2 separate regions of the Mus musculus genome follow, and region 1 is linked to region 2. A link is a contact called in public Hi-C data. All regions are on one chromosome and are shown on one strand. Each heading gives the region's core, a stretch centred on a gene start, on an enhancer-like site or on the middle of the called end of the contact. The rest is flanking DNA. Distances are from core to core; before and after follow the strand shown. Region 1 overlaps Alox5ap (arachidonate 5-lipoxygenase activating protein). Region 2 holds the start of 2310047D07Rik (a long non-coding RNA gene).

The links. A called contact is a pair of places that touch in the nucleus more often than the background predicts.
Region 1: a contact with region 2 is called in a Hi-C map of uterus, with 2.6 times the contacts expected there. The contact joins the enhancer-like site here to the promoter of 2310047D07Rik in region 2. A contact is called at or near these places in 1 of 15 datasets of contacts at CTCF or cohesin (pro-B cells), 29 of 484 Hi-C or Micro-C datasets (the C2C12 cell line, CD4 T cells, CD4 single positive thymocytes and 20 more), 5 of 115 datasets of contacts at active chromatin or transcription factors (the HPC-7 cell line, the SCID.adh cell line, bone marrow-derived dendritic cells and 2 more) and 4 of 9 other capture datasets (adipose tissue, bone marrow-derived macrophages, liver and 1 more).

Annotation. Positions count from the first base shown.
Region 1 is chr5:149,284,513-149,291,250 of GRCm38.p6, forward strand. It overlaps Alox5ap (arachidonate 5-lipoxygenase activating protein), which reads left to right. Exons shown (of 5, transcript NM_009663.2): 4 at 832-913; 5 at 3,060-3,641. The coding sequence ends at 3,222. Among named protein-coding and RNA genes, the nearest start is that of Alox5ap, 23 kb to the left of the region's middle. Within about 2 kb of position 3,264, at least 40 of the 459 cell types and tissues checked have an H3K27ac peak or open chromatin away from gene starts, as enhancers often do. A contact at or near this core is called in cerebral cortex, pancreatic islet, rod photoreceptor and 1 more, where this site is marked.
Region 2 is chr5:149,227,266-149,233,819 of GRCm38.p6, forward strand. It overlaps 2310047D07Rik (a long non-coding RNA gene), which reads left to right and starts at 1,723. Exons shown (of 2, transcript XR_003956021.1): 1 at 1,723-2,046. It overlaps n-TNgtt14 (a tRNA gene), which reads right to left and starts at 1,809; the gene lies at 1,736-1,809.

The DNA of each region.
Region 1 (6,738 bases), core at 2,014-4,513, 59 kb after region 2:
ACAGAGTATCATCTCAAGAAAACCAGACTCAAAATTGGGGCTTTGGTTGAAGGCGTGAACATTCCCTGCGTTCCTTCCCAGCTGATGCCCCATGCAACTCCCCCAGGCTGCCAGAGTTCAACTTCCCATATCCAGAGATAAACACGTTGAAGGATGCCCTACTGCTGGTACCTAAGCCAGCACGTGTAGGATGCCACAGAGCTGCTGAGGCAATCTATTCTTTAGGCTCTGCTTCCTCCCAGTCTTGTGACTCGTTTTTGAACTGTATTCATGCTGCCTGTTTTTGCCAACATGACACAAACCTAGATGTATCTGGAAAGAGGGACTCCTAATTGAGAAAATGGCTCCATCAGACTGGCCTGCAGGCACACCTGTGGAGTAGTATATTTACTAATGACTGGTGTCAGAGTGCCCCTCCCACATGGCTGGTGACATCACTGGGCTGGTGGTCCTGGGCTGTGTAAGGAAGCGAGCTGAGCAAGCCATGAGGAGCAAGCCAGGAAGTACTGCTCCTCCGTGGCCTCTGTGTCAGCTCCTGACTCAAGGTTCCTGCTTTGAGTTCCTGCCCTGACTTCCTTTAATGTTGAAGTGTGATGTGGCAGTGTAAACCCAAAGAAAACCCTTTCTTTTCCAAGTTGCTTTTGGTTATAATGTTTTTCCCAGCAACAGAAACCCGAACGAAGGCAGTTTGCTAGCCTCCACTTACAGAACCCAAGGTCTCTGCTGGATTTTGTGGTCAGACACTAATGGCTTAACCACTGGTACTGTTGTGTGAACAACTGCTTGGGAGACCGCGAGACTGACGTGTGTGTTTTCGTTTCTCCACTTTAGTCCCTGCCGCCTTCGCCGGACTGATGTACCTGTTTGTGAGGCAAAAATACTTTGTCGGCTATCTGGGAGAGAGAACTCAGAGGTAGGTCCCAGGGTGCTATAGAACCTGATGTGACCTCTGCTTTCCCAGTAGGAGGGTGTGGAGCAACCCTCTGACTGCCACTGAAGGTTCGTCGGGACCTCCTTGGATGAAAGGAGGACAGACTAAGATTCCCACGTCCCAGAAATTTAAGGAGTCTGAGAATACAGCTGGAGAGTTGCCTGGTTTTCCTGTTAAATTTTTCCTTCGCACAGCCTTGATTCCTAGGGGTGTTTTAGCACACCGGGCTGTACACTGCTTGCACCTGCACGCCCAGCTGTTCTCCGTGGTGGAGTCTGGGGCGGCAATAACTTTTTAGGTAGGTCTGACTTCCCAGGCCGCTTGTGAATTAAGCATCTCATCGTCAAGAGAAATGAGAGCTAATGTTTGCATCTTACCATGGGTTCTTTTGGACCTCCAGGAGTGCTGAGGATACGAGATGTAGAAATCTCCAAGCCCCGGACAACAGACAATCCTTGCACTGTCTAGAGTTGAGCTGCACCCAGCCTTCCTCAGCACTTGCCTTCCTTTGGCTACGCCCCACACCCCCACCGTTGCCCCTAACTCCCGACTCCCTGATTCTATCCTTGCAGTTCACGTGTTGGGAAGAGTCAAAATTGTCTGGACAGCATAGTCACTGTGGCATGTGCACACACACATCACCAGACAGCATTACAGAATTTTAAGAGAAAGAGACCTAGTGACCTACACCCTCTGATTGTACCCCACTTCCTAAAAGCCCGTTCAGCTATGAACTGATGAGGCCGGTGCCCTCGTGATCCCAATTATTTGTTAATAGTGCCACCAACTGGACACCCTTCAACATATGGGACTTTAGTGACATTTTCTACCCAAGTTGTTAGCCAGCTAGCAAGAGTGGGGCTTCTCGGCTTCCATTGTCCGTGTGTCACACAGGGAGCTTGTTGAATGCAGCGGGCTTCATCCTGCTTTGAGAAGGACTGGGGGATTGGGCTTCTGCTAGGCTCCCACCACACGCTGATGCTCTTAGTCTGCGGATGACAGAGTAGCGAGGAGGTTGGTACCCAACAGCTGAGCAAATACTTGCTTGCTATGAGAGTTGAGAGCCTCTGGGGTTCCTTTCAACTAGTTAAAATTTCTGGTAAGGCAATGTGGGACTGCAGGACGCTGGCTTTGGTGCCCTCTGTGACAGTTTGAAACAGCCTGTGTCAGCTGGAGCTCACCTGTCCCGCTGGTTTTGCTCTAAGCTCCAAATCAGGGCTGATTGCCCCATGCCATTGCTGGTTCATTACTGAAATCTTATCTTGACAAACCGTTTCACTGGCTATTCCAGACATGTCAGCGCCACTCAGATGGGCCCAGGCCCAGCAGCCAAGGGTCTTGCAGAGGGACAGAGGACATGGGTAGCCTTGGCACGCCATTAGACAGTCACTTCTCATGAGGAATCTCCTCCTATCTCCAAATGATGATGCTCTGTGTAAAATATTTAGGATGGAAAGGGGAGGGGAGAGAAAGGAGGGGAGAGGAGGGAAGGGAAGGGGAGAGGAGGAGAGGGGACGGAAGGGGAGGGGAGGGGATGAGAAAGGGAGATTAAAACTTCTTTCACTCCTCTGGGATGTGTTTCCATCGCTGGGTACTTGTCTCTCATTAGGGCCAACCTGACTTCTTCCCAGGCAACCTCAGGAGGGAAAGGTTGAACCCTCGAGGGCGGAAGCACCTTCACCGGTGTATTTAAACCATCTCCTGAGCACAATGTTCATTACACCCCAGCCTCCAGTGAGAGCCTTAGAGGCGCTCCTGACAGGGAACACCCTGTAGAGGGCTTAATGAGTCCACGGTGCTCCCGAGCCTCAGTCCGACTCTCTGAGCGCAGTTAGGCCTTGCCAGCCTTCTGTCACCTGGAGTTAAGGACAAAAAGAGAACTCAGGGAAGCCAGAGCCACTGAGCCCAAAGGATGGCAGGCTGGAAGGCGGGCTCCTTCACCTGGCTTTGAAGCATGCGCAGTGCTTAATTACAGGAGGGTCGTGCCCATCCTTGCTATGAAGTAAGTGGGTAAATAGAGCGAGTAAACGCGGAATAATTTAACGCCCCGTGTCTGGAAGTGGCGGCGTCACTGGGTGAACTGGGTGTCGTTTGTGATGCATCTACGGCCCCCTCCCTTCTCTCGCAGCACCCCTGGCTACATCTTCGGCAAGCGGATCATCCTGTTCCTGTTCCTCATGTCCTTCGCCGGGATACTCAACCATTACCTCATCTTCTTCTTCGGAAGCGACTTTGAGAACTACATCAGAACGGTAAGCACGACGATCTCCCCGCTGCTTCTCATCCCCTGATTGCTGGAGACAGAGAAGGACGCTCACCAGATCAATAGAGACGCATCATAACGCAACGCCGCGAAGGCTTCTGCTCCTCTTCAAGCTGTAGATGCTGTCAATCTTGCTGCCCTCGGGGCTCTGTGGCATCCGTTAACTTTGCTTTTCCGGGAAGAAAAATGTCTTGTGCTAGCTCCACCCCTCGAATGCGGCGGTGGCCCAGGATTTATTGTCTACATCCAGCCTATACTTCTCCTGGCTTATCCTGCTTTCTGAAGATGTCTTGTAATCAGACACGTGTTTTCCTAAAATAAAGGGTATAGACAAAATTTAAGCCCATGGCTCAGATTGGGGTGATATTTCTGTATTAGCTATTAGTGTTTCTTCAACCTACATGATGATAATTAAAATCACAATTTCCATATATGGACGCTAACGTCTTCAAGAGTCTTTTATTGACTGAGTACCTTCCCCGTCCCATATTTGGATTAGGTTGGGATCTTAATTCACTAGGATCATGCCCAATATTACTGCATCATGCAGCTTACAATGTGCTCTAAGAGTTGAAGATAATGCCAGGCCACCAAACAAACATGACAAAATGGATTCACAGGTCACTTGCTGGCTATAGTCAATGAACAGATTTCTAATGCTGTCAGCTAGGTGTCTTTGGGACAAAGAGGGAATCTTGGAAGACATGGGTGTAGTCAAATGTCCAAGGCAGCTAACAGGAAAGGTGTTCTTTTGGGGCCATGCACAGTGAGCTCAGTTTGATTTTCCTTATATAACTTAATTTTGGGGGGATAGTATATTAGAGTTCTCTTGAAGGGGCAGCACTGATTTTATATGTATATATATATATATATATATACACACACACACACATATATATATATATAATGCACATGCACACACATCTATAAATTATATATATATATAATTTAGTACTAAATATATATCATATTTAAATTTATTATTTTATATACACATTTTATTTCAATATGTAAATATATAATATATTTATATGATATATAAATATATTTATTACTATATGTTATATATTTTCTATAACATGTATTTATTTTATAAATTTATTTCATAAATATAAATATATTTATAAGATATATATGTGTGTATATATATACATGCATATATATATATATATCATATATATGCCATATATATAGTTGGTGAGCTTACTAAATTGTATCTGGTGGCTGTCTCACATTGGAATTTGTAGTCGCTCAGTCCAGAAGGCTGGATGTCTCAGCAGCCCCAAGCTGGTGCTGAAGGCCTGGAGAATTCCTGGAGAGTTGCTGGTCTTCAGTCTACATTGGAATCCCAAAGAAGCCAGTTCTACTACCAAAAGGGATGCCACAGCCATGAGATAGATGAGCTTGTCAGCATGAGTGAGAGCAAGCAGGCAAAAGGCAAAAGCTTCTGTTTTCCATGTCCTTGTATGTGGGTCTTCCCACCACAAATGACCCAATCAGGAAAATCCCTCACAGGAGAGCCTGGTGGCTTGGTTGGTTCCAGAACCAACCAATAACCAAGTTAGTTTGTCTACAAATGGGTCTTTGTGAGCCTTTCATACATATACATTGCCATGCCTGGTTTTTATCCTGACCTCCATTCTCTGTCATTTCTTTGTCCTTCTTGCTGATTTTCTTTGTCCCCAAAAGTCTCCCTTTGCATTCTTGTCACATAGATCTCCTTGTCCCTCTTGTCTATCCTTCCTTTCTACCTCCTCCCTCTCACAATTGCATATCTATTTTCTCGTTGCACACACACATGCATACACACACTGACAGACACATAGACACATACATGCACACACAGAGATACACACATACATGCACACATGCACATGTGTGTTCACAGACACACACATAGATGGCACACAGACATGTGCACACACAGAGACAAACACACACACAGACTCACGCGCACACACACAACCCAGATACACACACACAGACATATGTGCACATGCATGTGCACAGACACACACAGACATATACACCCAGACACATACATGTGTGCATTATGTGCACACACAAACACACACATACACATATACACATGTGCACATGCACACACACACAGGCACATACAGAGACATGCACACACACAGACCCCCCCACATGCACACACACACACAGACATATGTATGTGTGCACACATGCACACACATCTATAACCGTTTATCGGAGAAAACACATGCTATTGTCTTCCTGATTTGGCTTATGTTACTCTAGTTGAATCCTTGTTCCTGCAAATGTGACAGTTTCATCCTTGTAAACTGTAATGAAATCTCATGTGTATATAAACTACATTTCCTCTATCCACTCATATTCTGGCTGTATGTCTTAGGCATTGTAACTGTCACATCAATAAACATGGGTCTGCAAGTATTCTGCAAGCATTCTGAATGACTCAGGGTCATTCAGGCACGAACCCACTGGTGAGGCTGATCAAATGTGATATATATAAATGTCATTATATATATGACATTATATTACATATATATTACATACAAATATTACATATGTACACACACACACACACACACACACACACACACATATTCTTCTCCATTTTACAAGACATCAGACAAGACAAGGGTTCCTCTTTTCTCTGAATTCCCACCAGCATTTGTCTTAATCATTTTTTCTCAATGGTAGACGTTCTGATGAAGATGAACAGACATCTCAGAGCGGTCTTGCTTTTGTTTGTTTTTGAAAGGTGTGCACCACCACAGCTGACTTTAAAGCAGTTTTAATTTGCATTTCCCTGATGTCCAAGGATGTTGAACACAGTTTCAATTATTTACTGGCCATTTGTATTTAGTCCTTTGAGAACGAACAAATAGACCATTTATTGATGGGCTTGTTGGTGTTTAATTTTTTACTCCATTATAAACTCCAGATATTAATATCATATTAGGTATATATGTGTGCACAGATTTTCTCTCCCATTCTATAGGCTGTGAATCTTTATTATTGTGAGTGTGTGCGAGTGAGTGTGTTTGTGTGTGGTTGTGTGTATGTGCTTGTGCTGTGGTGCACTTGTGGAGGGCGGGGACAATCTGGAGTGCGTCCTCTCTTTCGGCTTTTATGTGGGTTCAACAAATAGGGATAACTTAACTTAATGTTTTCCATTTCATCCCTGTTACTTTATTTCTTTCTCTTGTTTTAATGTTCTAACAAGGACTCCTAACCCTGTTACATAAAGATGAAGCCAGCAGGCACTTTTGTTATGGGGGTTTCAATGACAGTGAGCCCCACAGGCTTAATTATTTGCATGCTTGATTTCCAGTTGATGAAGGGTTTGGAAGAACTAGGAGGAGTGTCCTTTTGGGAGGGGGTGTTGCTGGGCGTGGGCTTTGAGATTTCAAAAAGTCCATGTCAGGCTCAGGGTCTCTCTCTGGCTGCTACCTGTCGATCAAGGTGTAAAGCGGTCAGCTACTTTTCCAGCACCCTGCCTACCTGCTTGCTGTTGTGTTCCCTGCCATGATTGTAAGTGTTCCAGCTTGGA
Region 2 (6,554 bases), core at 473-2,972:
GATGCTACTGTACCCCATGGTAGAAAGGACAAACCAGTTCCCTTGGCCTCTTGTGCGGGCCATACCCCCTCATGAGGGCCCAGTACTATCAACGGGGAGGAATTCAACACAGGAACTCGGGGGAACACAAACACCCTACCCATAGCAGTCTTGAACTTCATCCTCTAATCCTGAATTGTTTGTAATTTACTTGCTCACATTTACTTAAATTTGCTTAAATTTAACCCAGTGAGATGGCTCAGTAGGTGAAGGTGCTCCCTGCAGAGCCTACAGACCTGAGTTCAGTGTCTGGGACCCCTAAGGGTGCAGAAGAGAACCAGTTTCCAAAAGTTTTCTCTGACCTCCACATGCATGTGGTTGCATGTACATACATATGTGTCAATAAAAATGCAATAAAATTAGACATTATATTTAAAAACTAAAACTGCATTTGACTAAATTCACTGACATCCAGTCTTTCTTGGTCACGGCAGCGCACACCTATAATCCCAGCACTCAGAAGGCTGAGGCAGCCGGGCCATGAGTTCTAGGCCAGTAAGGCCCTGTTCCTGCTGTTTCTGTTTAGTGCTAGGATAGAGCTCGGGGCTAGATGCACGCACAGTACCGTCTCCACCCCATGTTAATCAAGGGCCTGGCGTTACTCTGACACTCATCCCTCAGTTGTCCTAGTCACATTTCAAGTACTCAGAAGCCAGATGTGGCTAGCAGTGAGAGCTCTTGCAGTGTAGCTCGGGAGTGTTTACGTCAACATAGGACAGTGGGTCTCACTCTTCCTAATGCTGTGACCCTTTAATACAGTTCTTCATGGGGACCACCAACCATGAAATTATTTCATTCATAGTTGTCATTTTGCTCCTGTTATGAATCATTATTAATATCTTTAATGCAGAATTCCTAATATACGATCCTAGTGGGGTCGTGACCCACAGGTTGTGAACCACTCTGTAGACTCCCGTTCTCTGTATTCTATAGGAGTGGGTGTAGATCCCAGACACAAAACCCTCACGTCACAACTTCCTGTCTTTATGGAAAGTCTTTTGTGAAAAAAACATAAAACGTCCTCTGTGACAAGAATTCTCTATGTACCCCTGGCTGTCCTGGAATTCACCATGATTTATTTGCCTTACTGCCTTCTGGGTTCTGGGATTAAAGGCATCACCGCCACTCCTGGCTCTCTTTTAAAACTTTTAAACACGAACTTATACAATTTCTGATAAAGTTAAATGTGATGGGGGAAATTGACAGCAGTCTAAGATTAAATATAATGTAGTTAGATTCAAACCCATTGCCCAAGTCTGGGAGCCACTTAGCTAAAGTCAGCGTGGCCTGCTGTCCCCAAACTCTCTGCCCACAATGTTATCTGTTGCTCATCCATTTGGAAGTAGACTGTATTAGTAGGGTCCGCGGGTCGTTTTTTGTTTTTTTTTTTTTTGTTGTTGTTGCTGTTGTTTTTATTTTTTATTTTTTGTTATTATTATTTTTTTTTTCTGAGCCACACAAATGGTGCTGTTTCTGGGTGGTCCCGGTTGCCGGTTTCCAGTGCAAAAAACACCTAGCTGTTCCTGAGCAGAATTGGACCAAACTCAAAAAGCAGACTTACATGTACCCTCTTGAAAATTAGTGGAAGCAGCAGGCCCGCTTGTAGCTTGAGCCCTAGAAAGCTATCAAACAGATTGGGCGTCCCAGGATGGCAGAAAACATTTCTAAAAATGTTTTTTGCTAAAAGGAACGCTGCCGTCCCTGGGTGGGCTCGAACCACCAACCTTTCGGTTAACAGCCGAACGCGCTAACCGATTGCGCCACAGAGACACAGCTGCCTGAGCGGCCGTGCGCTTTGTACACATTGCCGCGGCCAGCATGGGCGTCGCCGCCTCGGACTCCCGGGAGGCGCCAGGCCCTGCTGAGCCCTGCGGGCTGAGACTGCGCGAGGGCGGGGAGGGGCGGAGCCGCCGAGCCCAGCAAATCCTCCGCAGAGCAGGGCGGCGCCGGGTGAGGCTCCGGGAATCTGCGTGGGCTCCGAGCCAGGGCGCCCTGCCCTTGTTCAAGGTTGTTACCGCCCCTCCCCTTTGAGTGTTCTCGTCGCCTCCCGCTTATCGAGGTTGATAAACTGTGGATCTCTGTGTGGGCCATGGGAATTTTATACTTTATACGTTTAAAAACCTACCGCGCCGCCCCTCCCCCGTCACCTCCTGGGAATAAATTCACACCCCTTTAGCGGACTGGAGCCTCCTTCGAGCACTCATGGCTTAGGGGGACTGCAGAATCGGATTTATGGCGATTAAAACGCTCTTTTAAAATAGCCAGTGACGTCTAGGCCTTCCCCTGACTTCTGAATTTAACTCACTGACTTGGGGTTGCCTTGGGAGGGTTGGGGTAGGTAGCATTGTGCCCACTCAGAGGAGGGGGAGGGGGAGGGAGAGAGGGGGAGGGGGAGGGAGAGAGAGGGAGGGGCAGAAGGGAAGGGAAGGAGGAAGAGAGAAGGGAGGGGGAGAAAGGATAATTCTTTGATAAACCTGCCAGAGCCCCTGTCAGACCTCTCCTTCCCCCATCACCCCAAAGACCGGGAGGGGAGGAGGGGGCAACTTCACAGACCTCAGGTCCCGCTCTTCAAGCTTCCATACCCTTCCTCCTTTTAAAAAAAATTAATTATTTCATATATTTACATCCCAAATACTGTCCCCGTTCCCGCCCTCCCCCCTTTCTCTTGCTCCTCCTCTCTTTGGCTCTTCCTACTTAGCTATTGCTACTCTCTTGGTATAAATTGAGCCATATTTCAAAGACTTATTTTAATCATGTATCTGGGTGTTGGCGTGTATCCTGAGTTCAGCGCCCTCGGGGTCAAACGGGGCGTCGCATTCTCCTGGAGCCTGCGTTGGAGGCGATTGTGAGGCTCTCAAGGCGGGTGCTGGGAACTGAGCGCGGGTCCTGTGCAAGAGAGGAGCTCTCAACCACCTATCCATCGCTCCAGCTCCATTTTAACCCCTTTAAAGCTTACGGTTCAAACGGAATTAAGTGCACTTATATGTTACCAATACTCCCATCTATTAAACAACTCCCACCTCCCCTTTCTTTTTCTAATAAGCCTCATTCTCTCTTCTATCTTTACTAATTTAATTATTCTTAAGTAACTCCCCTAGGTGGAATTACCCAGTCTTTGCCCATTTGTGACTGGCTGGTCTCAGTGATGTCCTGATGACGTATCCGTATCCGTACAGTAGCGCTAACCCTGATTTCCGGCTCTTCTATGCTGAGTACTAGTTAGCTACATATCTGTGCTACACTTTGTTGGTCCTTCAGCTCTCCGTGGCTGACTTCTAGGAAGAAGGCTGTACTGACATCTATTTGAGTCTCTTAATTTTGTTGAATCCAGAAGTTGAAGATCTGTGTCTGCCTGATTGTATATTCTCACAAGTTTCCAGTATCTTCACGTTTTTAAAACTGACAACCATCCTAATGGAAGTGTTTTACATTACCCTTCTACTAGTAACGCCTCTTTTCCGGACCCTTCTTTTGAATTGTAGAATTCTCTTATTTTTCTTCTATGTGCTCTACTAGAATCATAACTAAAATAACCCAATTATTTTAACCTACATTCTGCCATGTGGCTGGTTACCTATGCTCAGGTACCATGTGTCTATCTCATCACATCTTCCCAGGCAACTCTTTAGTGTGCCTCCCGGATGTAACACCTCCTAAATTTCCTGCCTGTGGGAAGCCGCATGTGCCGTTGCAGAGTGGCACTGACTACTGCTGGCCACCACGCATAAGTTTGGACCAACAACCAATGTGAACATATGCAGTAAAGTTTTTTGCAAAGACACTGCCTGGCCGGGGCATGATAATAAGGCTTTGAGAGTATAACCAATCAGATGTGAGACATGCAAATGAGGTATGATAATGAGGCTCTGTGAGGTACAGAGAGAGAGAGAGTAGCCAATCAGATGAGGAACATGCAAATGAGGCTTAGTGCATAACCAATCCGGGTGTGAGACACGCCTCTCCTAGGCCTATATAAGCAGCACCAGTTCTGGGCTCGGGGTCTCTTCGCCTCTGCAATCAAGCTCTCCCAATAAACGTGTGCAGAAGGATCCTGTTGCAGCGTTACTGCTGGCCAGTCTGGAGCGCGCAAGACCTGCCATAGGTTACTGGCTTTTTAATTGACAGGTGATGCATCCATACAATACATGAGCTAGTCTCTCCACAGATGCTTCTGTCTGTCAGGTAATTAGTCACGGTAATAAGAAAAGTAACCAATGCAGGTAGGGCAAGGATCCTCATGTGCAGAGGGAGGTGAGGCAGGACAATGATGGTGAGCTGCACGCACACTGTGAAGGGAGGCTGGGTGAGCCAAGGGAGAAGAAGCAGCAGAGTGGGTGTGGAGAGGGGAACTGGCTGGCAAGACACCTGGATGCCAAGTGCAACACCCACATCCCAGAAACTGTCTTATTGTGTGTCCATGGGTGGTGCTCCAGAAAGACAGCCATATCCAACAAAAGGACCGTCGACCATGATTATAGGAATAAGAACCAAGACTCCAGTAGGGGTTTTAATTGGGAGCGAAGAGGGCTGATGCAAAGCACACAGCATTGGATGTGGGAGATTCCAACTCGGGCTAGCAGCAGCAGAGAGAGTGCGAGCAGGTGGATGGAGTGGTCTGAGATCTGTTGTCTCGGGGGCAATGTACACCACATCTCCCTGGCAGTGTAAGGAGCAGGATGTTTTCATGTAAGATACAGATCAGTGGTCGGTTTGCCGTTGGTCTCATCCTGTACCTGGTAGGTAATGAGATAAAGGCACAAAGGACAGACATATCTTACAGAATTTTAACGGGAAGACAGAAGCTCTCGGTGGATGGCGGGTGTTGTGGACTAAGGACAGGACAGCCTCTCTGTCTCGCTCTCACAAAGGTCTCTCTCTCTCTGTAGTGACTGCAGCTTCCCCCCACCATGCTGTGTAAGCAGACGGCTTCTCCTAGAGTCACTCTGGCATGGCATTTTATCATTTTTATTGATTTTTCTTAATTTAAGACATACAAAAGTGTATCTTCCATTTGAAAAAAAAAAAGAAAGGCAATTGTGTTTCTTTTAATTGCTTTGGGGCCGTGCTTTCTTTCTGCTGATTTACTCTCTTAATAAACAGGCAGTCCTACGGTGAGACCGTTTTACTTGTATAATCAACTGACATCATTTTTTTTTAAATGAAACTAACCCACTGCGGGCTGGAGAGATGGCTGGAGTTCAGACTGCTGGTGATTTCAAAATGAGGCCTTGAGAAGCAGAAGATTGAGGGAGACGGTGGCTGGGGCCAGGGTATCGGACCACTGTGTACCCCTGGGTCACTGAGGCACAGTTGTCTGCTTTTTTTTTAATATTTATTTACTTTTATTTTATGTTTATGGATATTTTGCCTGCATTTGTGTCTGTGCACCGTGTGAATAGTTGGTCCCCATGGAGGCTATCAGGCCATTAGGAGTCACCGTGCTGGGAATCGAACTCAGGTCCTCTCTGCAAGAACAACTAGTGCTCTTGACTGTGGAGCTAGCTCTTCTGAGCATAGCTCTAAGAGGTCAGTGTTAGCTGAGGAGATGGTTGCAGCTCAGTGCAGAGGATGCAGCTCAACGGCAGAGCAGCAAAGCTCAGAGCTTTGACTCCTGGCAGCAGGGACAAGCAATAAGAGAGGCCCATTTCTCAGGCACTGGTTCTACAGAAGCCTGGAGAACAAGCTTCCCTGAAGACTCCTCAATTCTCTCCTCCACCAAAACGCAGCTTGTAGACACACTTACAGGAGCCTGCAGAGGTGAGGTTGGAAGAGGACATCGGATCCCCCCCGAACTGAAGTTCCAGATGTGAGCTGCCACATGGGTGCTGGACGGGGTCGTCTGCAAGAGTAGTCAGTGTTCTTAACCACGGAGACATCTGTCCAGCCCCCAGTAGTTTGATTTCCTTTTTAAACTGCAGGATTAGAGTATTTACGATCTTGTTCCTTGTTCATCAGTCTCCCTCGGGGCTACCTTGCAGTGTAGATGGCTGCTATAATCTGTAGGCAAACACTTTGGAGGAGGCAATGTTAGCAGGGCAAGAAAGGCTCAGTAAGGAGAAACTTCTGGCTGAGAGACCAGAATCTCTGGCCTAGGTGGAGATCTCACAATTCAGAGGAACGGGTCAGTGACCTGGCAGAGGGACCACCCCCAGGAAGGCAGGTTCACCTTAAGCCATGCTAAAGAGATGGGTGGGATAGTTGTTCCTTTAATGAAATACTGTCCTTTTCCTTCCCAGAATCCCCAACACACACACACACACACACACACACACACACACACACACACACACACACACAGAGTGCAGTCCTTATGAATCGAGCCACCGGGAGGTTCAGCTTGGTCTGTTCATCTTGAGTCAGAAAGGTGTACATTTTTCTTTTTTCCATTTTCTGTCTTTTTCAGATGATTGCCAGGATCTAAGTATGCTTTTTCTGGTACCCTGGGCTTCGTTGCTCTTTCTCTAAAGCCCCCTCCACGCCTGCTCTTCTGTTAGTCAGATGATGCTAATGGTAGC